Linked DNA regions of Ovis canadensis: region 2 is linked to region 1. A link is a contact called in public Hi-C data. All regions are on one chromosome and are shown on one strand. The core of a region is the stretch at or near the end of the contact, and the rest is flanking DNA. Distances in the headings are between cores, read along the strand shown.

Region 1 (4,103 bases), core at 1,305-3,804:
TATAAAACTATATGGCAGAAGACACAGTGAACTAAAAGACAAATGACAAATGTGTCACTGCAACTTATGATGAAGAGTTAAAATTCTTGTAATAATGTATAAAAAGCTCTTTCAAATCAATAAGAAAAATAAATCCCAATAAGAAATGGTCAAAAGATATGAAAAATAACACAGAAAGAAACCAAAGACTAATCAACATGAAATAAAGCTCACATTCAAATTTAAAAATTCAAGTTAAAATTATGTGTCATCTTTAACCTAGTAGATTGGTAAAGGTATTTTTCAAAAAGGCTTTTAAAAATAGGTTCAGAAATCTTTCCTTTGGGAATTTATCCAAAGTAAATAATGAGACTAGAGGTGAAAAATATTTGCATGTGTGTTCATTACAGAATTGTTGTTTAAGAAACTGATGAAATTAAATCTAGCAATTGAGTATTGGTCACATAAATCAAGGTATATATACGCTCTCACTTAGCAATTCTGCTAGACTGTATTCCTTGGAATAGTCAATAAAACCAACAGTTCTTAGAGACACAAAGATGTTCATTTCAGCTGTTTATAGAAGGGAAAAATGGCATGGTACATACATCCACACCATGGAGGGAGAGAAAAACAGCATACTAATCACATCTATGCATCCAAGTACGGTACTGTGTGTATATTTGTTATTGTTTAATCTAAATTGTGTCTGACTCTTATGCGACCTTGTAGTCCTCCAGGCTCCTCTGTTAATGGGTTTTCCCAGGTAAGACTACTGGAGTGGATTGCCATTTCCAGGGGATCTTCCCTTTCCAGGGATTGAACCCACGTCTTCTGCATTGGCAGGCGGATTCTTAACCACTGAACCATACATGAAATATGAATTTAAAAATGCTAGTTTATAGAATATCTTGTAGCTGTAAAGAAACGACAATTTAATGTTTACATGGACAGATGATTATACTAAGTGAACAAAACTTCCTAACTGTACATATGATCCCATGTATGTAAATACATACAAAGTTGTTTGAAAATATTTTGGGGTGCCAAATACCCTGGCAGAGATCTTTGAAGACCCATTCCACAAAGGACTCCAAGCTAAAAGTAGTGTTATTTAACATTAAGGGTTGATTACTTAGACATTTATTTAAAGGAATACTGACTTTGATTTTACTCCTGAAAAATTCCTAATTCTAGTTATTTCTATAAAACTCAGCAGTGGCCACAGGACTGGAAAAGGTCAGTTTTCATTCCAATCCCAAAGAAAGGCAATGCCAAAGAATGCTCAAACTACCACACAATTGCACTCATCTCACACACTAGTAAAGTAATGCTCAAAATTCTCCAAGCTGGGCTTCAGCAATACCGGAACCCTGAACTTCCAGATGTTCAAGCTGGTTTTAGAAAAGGCAGAGGAACCAGAGATCAAATTGCCAACATCCGCTGGATCATGGAAAAAGCAAGAGAGATCCAGAAAAACATCTATTTCTGCTTTACTGACTATGCCAAAGCCTTTGACTGTGTGGATCACAATCAACTGTGGAAAATTCTGAAAGAAATGGGAATACCAGACCACCCGACCTGCCTCTTGAGAAACCTATATGCGGGTCAGGAAGCAACAGTTAGAACTGGACATGGAACAGACTGGTTCCAAATAGGAAAAGGAGTAGTCAAGATGTATGTTGTCACCCTGCTTATTTAACTTATATGCAGAGTACATCATGAGAAACGCTGGACTGGAAGAAGCACAAGCTGGAATCAAGATTGCTGGGAGAAATATCAAGAACCTCAGATATGCATATGACATCACCCTTATGGCATAAAGTGAAGAGGAACTAAAAAGCCTCTTGATGAAAGTGAAGGAAGAGAGTGAAAAAGTTGGCTTAAAGCTCAACATCCAGAAAACGAAGATCATGGCATCTGGTCCCATCACTTCATGGGAAATAGATGGGGAAACAGTGGAAACAGTGTCAGACTTTATTTTGGGGGGCTCCAAAATCACTGCAGATGGTGACCGCAGCCATGAAATTAAAAGACGCTTACTCCTTGGAAGGAAAGTTATGACCAACCTAGAGAGCATATTCAAAAGCAGAGACATTACTTTGCCAACAAAGGTCCCTCTAGTCAAGGTTATGGCTTTTCCAGTGGTCATGTATGGATGTGAGAGTTGAACTGTGAAGAAAGCTGAGTGCCGAAGAAGTGATGCTTTTGAACTGTGGTGTTGGAGAAGACTCTTGAGATTCCCTTGGACTGCAAGGAGATCCAACCAGTCCATTCTAAAGGAGATCAGCCCTGGGATTTCTTTGGAAGGAATGATGCTGAGGCTGAAACTCCAGTACTTTGGCCACCTCATGCGAAGAGTTGACTCACTGGAAAAGACTGATGTTGGGAGGGATTGGGGGCAGGAGGAGAAGGGGACGACAGAGGATGAGATGGCTGGATGGCATCACTGACTCGATGGACACGAGTCTGAGTGAACTCCGGGAGTTGGTGATGGACAGGGAGGCCTGGCGTGCTGCGATTCATGGAGTCGCAAAGAGTCGGACACGACTGAGCGACTGAACTGAACTGACTGACGCCGTAAAGACTCGCTGGCAGCTACGGGATGCAAACTGGCGCTGGGACAATCAGCAAATCTTACAGAAACTGCTTTCCTCGGGTTTGTATTTTCAAAAATCAACCTTTCAATTACAAACGTGTCTGGCTCAGCGGGTCGGAAAATGGTCGGGAGTGAGCGGTGGGGATACAACCGTGAACTGAAGCCTTTAAAACCTTCAGTCAGAGACCAGGTGAGGCGGGCCTTCGTGGCGCCATTTCTTATCCTTGGTCCCACGGACTTCTCCCGTGAGAACATTGAGATTCCTTCCAGGATTTCCAGCCAATGGCTACAACAGCTCCGGCCCAATGAGATGAAGGCTATCTTTCGACTGGCTTCTACTCCTTCCCAGCCAATCGGAAACATTCTTCAAATGCCACTTTCTAAGCTGCGCAGGCTCTGAGGAAGCTGGCTTCACTTCCGGGCGGCTGCCGGAGGCCGCTCCTTTTGTTGCCATAGCGACCGTTTTACGTTAAGTGGTTTGTAGATTTTAGCCAGGTGACTGCGGAGACTGCTGGGGCACATCGTTTCCCTGTCCTCTCGGTTCCTTGCGGCCGAAAGGCCTTCTAGGATCCGGGGATCTGGCCTAGGCTTCCGCGGCGCCCCGTGGGGGCGGAATGGCCGCGGAAGAAGAGGATGAGGTGGAATGGGTGGTGGAGAGCATCGCGGGATTCCTGCGGGGCCCGGACTGGTCCATCCCCATCTTGGACTTCGTGGAGCAGAAATGTGAAGGTAAAATATGAATCTCGAATCGTCAGTCCTTGCTCACCTCTCTCACACCAACAGCCTCTCCACACACCGCCTCTCATCTCCTCGATCTCCCCTCCTGTCGACCAGGTTTAGAGCTGGATTTTTAGAATGTGTTGCTGTCACCGCGCCTGTCTTTTCCACGGTGATGAAAAGGGGGACGACATACCTCTCCCCGCTGGGCCCAAGCACGCATTCGAAAAACAGTAGACTTTAGTGCTGTGTTGGGCCTCCCACTCCATCCTGCACCTTTCTGCCTTGGCCAGGTGACTGTGGGTTTCTTTCTTCATCAGCTTCCCCAGTGACTTGGGAGGAGAGATGTCAGTTTGCTTCAGAGTTCCTTCTGATTCCAACTGTTGGCCAAAAAGTGGGTGGGCGAGGGATATGTGGTTACTCCGGTAGCCCTAGAGCAGGTAATCTCGGTGGCCTGTATTGCCCTTTTTGAGCTCTCTGTCTCGGTTATACCAAAAATGGAGGGTATCTTCCAACAAATGAGATATGAAGACGTGGCATAACGTTCCCTGTGAGGAAAGAGTACCTCCAGATTCTGGAGCTTTGCATTCAGTTCTTAGAGATAGTTTGGAGTCCATTTATGGAAAAGGAACCAGAAGCGATGTCATAAGAGTAATTTAAGGCTGTTGTCCTGGTTGTTTAGCTGGCCAAGACCTTAAGGGTAGTAATATCCATTACGAACGTCTGTCGTATGTTGGAGGGGTTAGACTTGTTTTTTTTTAAGGTTCAGTGGGCTAGAGCTAGCGTCCGTGGGTACAAGCTAGAGGTA
Region 2 (4,333 bases), core at 1,155-3,654, 220 kb before region 1:
TGACTTCACTTTGACTTTTCACTTTCATGCATTGGAGAAGCAAATGGCAACCTACTCCAGTGTTCTTGCCTAGAGAATCCCAGGGATGGGGGAGCCTGGTGGGCTGCCGTCCATGGGGTTGCACAGAGTCGGACACGACTGAAGCAACTTAGCAGCAGCAACACTGACATACAATAACTTATAAGGGCTCTTTTTTCTTGAAACATCAACTAACCAAATCATAACTAGAGTGATTTTTTTCACACAAATTTGAACTCAGCTCTTTGCTAAACATCCTTTGTGGGGGCTAGAAGGGGATTATCCCTAGTTTAATATACAACTTCAAAACATGCTATATAAGGGGTCATTATCTGCCTTCTGTTAATCTCTCACTTCATCTCTTACAATCTTATAGTTGCCTCATGCCTACCTCCCAAATTTTTGTTGCTCTGTCCCACATATGATCTCTGATGGTCATCATCTAATCTTTGAACCTTTGCATATGCTTCCTCTACTTGGAAGTGTCTTTCAACCCTAAAATTTTCTGTTCTTCCATAGCTCTTTCCCAAAAAAGGATGTAACAGAGTGGGAAGAAGGCACCCAATAAATACCTACTGAATAACGTTTTCTGATTACTCTTGGATTTTTTTTTTTAAGATTTATTTATTTTTGCCTGTGCTGGTCTATGTTGCTGCTCATGGGCTGGCTCTAGTTGTAGTGAGTGGGGGCTACTCTCTAGTTGGGGTGCATAGGCTTCTCACTGTGGTGGCTTCTCTCACTGCAGAGCACAGCCTCTAGGCACAAGGGTTTCAGCAGCTGCACCACGTGAGATCTGCAGCTGTGACTGGGGAGCTCCAGAACACTGGCCCAGTAGTTGCAGTGCATGGGCCTAGCTGCTCCTTGGCATGTGGAATCATCCCGGACCAAGGATCAAACCTGTGTCTCCTGCAGTGGCAGTAGGATTCTTAACCATGAAACCAACAAGGAAGCCCCTGAATATTACTCTTCAGATGAAAGAAGAGTTTATTGAGAAACTCACAATCGAATTCAATAGTACAGCTCAGAAGTCAGTAGTACAGTCTTTTCCTCCTTGAGTCTTCTATTTCTTCTGATCACAAGACTGCATTTCTACAGCTTTGTTTTTCAGTGTTTAAAGCAAGAAGCAACTAAAAGAACATAAGAAGTACTACTTTTCTCCTCGGCAAACATTTCCTTAGCACCATCTTCTAGGGACTGCATTTGAGGTTGTTGATTCAAAGGTTAATAAGCCAGAGTCACTTCCTTTGGAGTTCACTGTCCCTAAAATGTTGCAGTATAATGATTCTTAAACACCTCAAGAATGGCACACTTAAACAATCTTATTTGGGTACATTTCCCAGGATGAAGTAGAATGCTCAGGAAGCATGGAATTCCTCGGGCAGGCAGGGGTGTGGATGGAGTAGATTTTTTTTTTTTTTTAATGAGTCTAAAACCAGATTTAACAAGGACACGAGTTAATGCAGTGGTAGGAAAGGTCCTTCATGGAGATTAACCAAAGCACAGATATTTCACTGAGGCAGATATTCGAAAAACACATGGGGGCGGCGGCGCGGGGCGGGGGGGGGGGGGGGGGCAATAAACCAAATACCCAAACTGGAAGGAAAACTTGCCACTTATTCCAAGCCTCTCGTTTTATAGAAAAGGAAAATGGAGTCCAGAAAGCTCAAAAAGCCTTCTCCAAAGTCATACCGCTAGTTACTGACAGGACTAGAACCCAAGCTTTCTGACTCCCAATTCCGGTGTTCCTTTGCCGCTAGGATATTCTTATTATGGAACCTGAAAAAAAAAAAGATGTTGGAAATAATGTAGTTGCGTTGGTCCAAACATCTGAATGAAACAGTTGAAAACCTTGGACTTTATGTGCAAGGTAAAAATACGTCACTATACAAGAATGATGGATCTAAGGTAGCTTCACCTGGAACCCTAGGCCAATAAGCCTTGAATACAGCGGAGGCGGGGGACGGGGCGCTCAAGGAAAGGAAGCAGCCCTCTGCTTCCGGCTGGATAACTCCTTCATCATGCCTAAAGCAGGGTCACGCACGGATTAGGTGCATCATGGAAAGGCTCCCGAATGCGCAATGTTTCTCATCTGTGCCGCTGACACTTCAGGCCAAACAATACAATACACGCCACCCAGTACGACCCGGCTAAGGGACCCACCCCTCGGCCCCTCACCTAGCTCCTACCTAGGACCCAGGGCTTCGGGATTCTGAAGGGGGCGGAGATCACCTTCCGGACCTGCAGGACAGTCAATCAGCCAGTCCGTCACTGAAACGGTCCCTCTCCGGCTTCCGTTGCCGCCGGAAGCGGCTCTACTCGGAATTCAGAAGTCCCTACTTCGGAACAGTAGCTGTAAAGTTTGTCGAAGGCGTACCGGTGTTGCTGTGCGTGGATGAATAATCGCTTTTACAAATCCCTTCCCCTTCCCTGGTGGCTCAGAGGTTAGACCGTCTGCCTGCAATATGGGAGACCGGGGTTCGATCCCTGGGTCGGGAAGAGTCCCCTGAAGAAGGAAATGGCAACCCACTCCAGTATTCTTGCCTAGAGAATCCCATGGACGGAGGAGCCTGGTGGGCTACAGTCCATGGAGTCGCAAAGAGTCGGACACGACTGAGCGACTTCACTTTCACTTCCTAGAAAGTAAATTACTGCAATTCTGGGGCCGTGAGTGTCCTCCATGCGTACGCTCAAGGGAAAGTTAAACGGGGAAATGTGGGAGAAATAAGTCCTTAAAACACATACTTCCAAAAAGGGAGAAATGCAAGGGAAAGCGGTGATAGAGTTAGTGATGAGGAAGGAGCGCTTTCTCTTTTAAAAGTCGCTTCCTGTGGGTGGTATTTGAAGTGGTAAAGCTAGAGTGGGCCCCAATCCCAGTTCATTCCCAGCGGTGACTCGGGGACCTTTATGTAAACTCCCTGTGCTGCAGTTTTGCAATATGGTAACAATACTGGAGTGGATAGCCATCCATTCCCTTCTTTAAGGGATCTTTCTGACCCAGAGATCGCACCTGGGTCTCCTGCATTGCAGACAAAGCCCTGGTAATGGTGGTGGTTTTGTCCCTAAGTCGTGTCCAACTCTTGCAACCCCATGGACTGTAGTCTGCCAGGCTCCTCTGTCCACGGGATTCTCAAGCAAGAATACTGGAGTGGGTTGCCATTTCCTTCTCCAAAGGATATTCCCGACCTGGATGTTAAACTCGGGTTTCCTGCATTGCAAGCAGATTCTTTTTTACCAACTGAGCTATGAGGGAAGCCCCATGGTAATAATAATAGCTGCTTAGTAAGATAGCAGTAGCAGGAAGGTTCATAAAGTAGCTGGTTCATAAGGGTTTGCTGTTGTGATTATTAGCTTCCTCCCAGAACATTTCCACACCTTGATGGGACATTGTCTTCTGGCTTGTCACCTTGACCTCAACCGCCACTATTCTCAAGTCTTAAGTATTGTTTTATTTCTGTCCTCAAGGTCTAACACTACCCTAGGCTAATGATGTAGGTATATTAGAGTTTCTTACTGTTATCTGATTTCTCCCTCCCTAGTGTGGACTCCTAACTCATGCCCTATCCCCCCTAGTGTGGACTCCTAACTCATGCCCTATCCCCCCTAGTGTGGACTCTTAACTCATGCCCTATCCCCCCTAGTGTGGACTCCTAACTCATGCCCTATCCCCCCTAGTGTGGACTCTTAACTCATGCCCTATCTCTTTTTTTGTTTGTCTCCCCAGTGTCACCACAAAGATGTGTAGGCAGTGTTGCTGAATGATTGAATGGAAACCTCTGTCTAGAAAATCTTTTTAATGAACCTAACACACTTGAAAACTACTGAAGTGCGTTTCAGTTTGCTATCATTTTACTTACCTTTCACACTCACTGAAGTGCAATTTCTGTAAGAAATTCTTTGCTCTCTCTGCCTTGCCAAATAGTTAAGAAGCAGAAATTGATTGGCAGAACATCAAAGTAATGGTCATACCATTCTCCCCAATATTAGAATGAAAATAACCAATACATTTCTGATCATGAAGATATACATACTAATGTGGAAAATTCAAGCAATACACCAAAACACAGAAAGTGGAAGGAGCAAGGAAGGAAGGAAATGAGGAAGGAAATAGAATGAGGGCAGTTAAACAGGCACCAACCTGAAAAAGTCTAAGCTGGAAACTTCTGAACAATGAAATAATGGAGTATTAGATTATAACTCAAAATAACAAATGAGGGATAGGGAGAAATCCTCCTTATAGAATAATTCCATGTTTATTAACTTCAACTATGAGTTAAAGCTTAGTGCCCACCTCCAATCCCTTGGGTGTGGACTGGAC

What was found. A called contact is a pair of places that touch in the nucleus more often than the background predicts.
Region 2: a contact with region 1 is called in a Hi-C map of lung, with 2.2 times the contacts expected there. The contact joins the promoter of MTIF2 here to the promoter of CFAP36 in region 1. A contact is called at or near these places in 2 of 2 Hi-C or Micro-C datasets (fibroblasts and lung).

What each region holds. Positions count from the first base shown.
Region 1 is chr3:68,697,224-68,701,326 of ARS-UI_OviCan_v2, reverse strand. CFAP36 (cilia and flagella associated protein 36) reads left to right here and starts at 2,554. Exons shown (of 10, transcript XM_069583291.1): 1 at 2,554-3,307. The coding sequence starts at 3,193.
Region 2 is chr3:68,916,512-68,920,844 of ARS-UI_OviCan_v2, reverse strand. It overlaps MTIF2 (mitochondrial translational initiation factor 2), which reads right to left and starts at 2,404. Exons shown (of 15, transcript XM_069583300.1): 1 at 2,205-2,404; 2 at 1,708-1,794. It overlaps LOC138436932 (prolyl-tRNA synthetase associated domain-containing protein 1), which reads left to right and starts at 2,011. Exons shown (of 4, transcript XM_069583306.1): 1 at 2,011-2,402.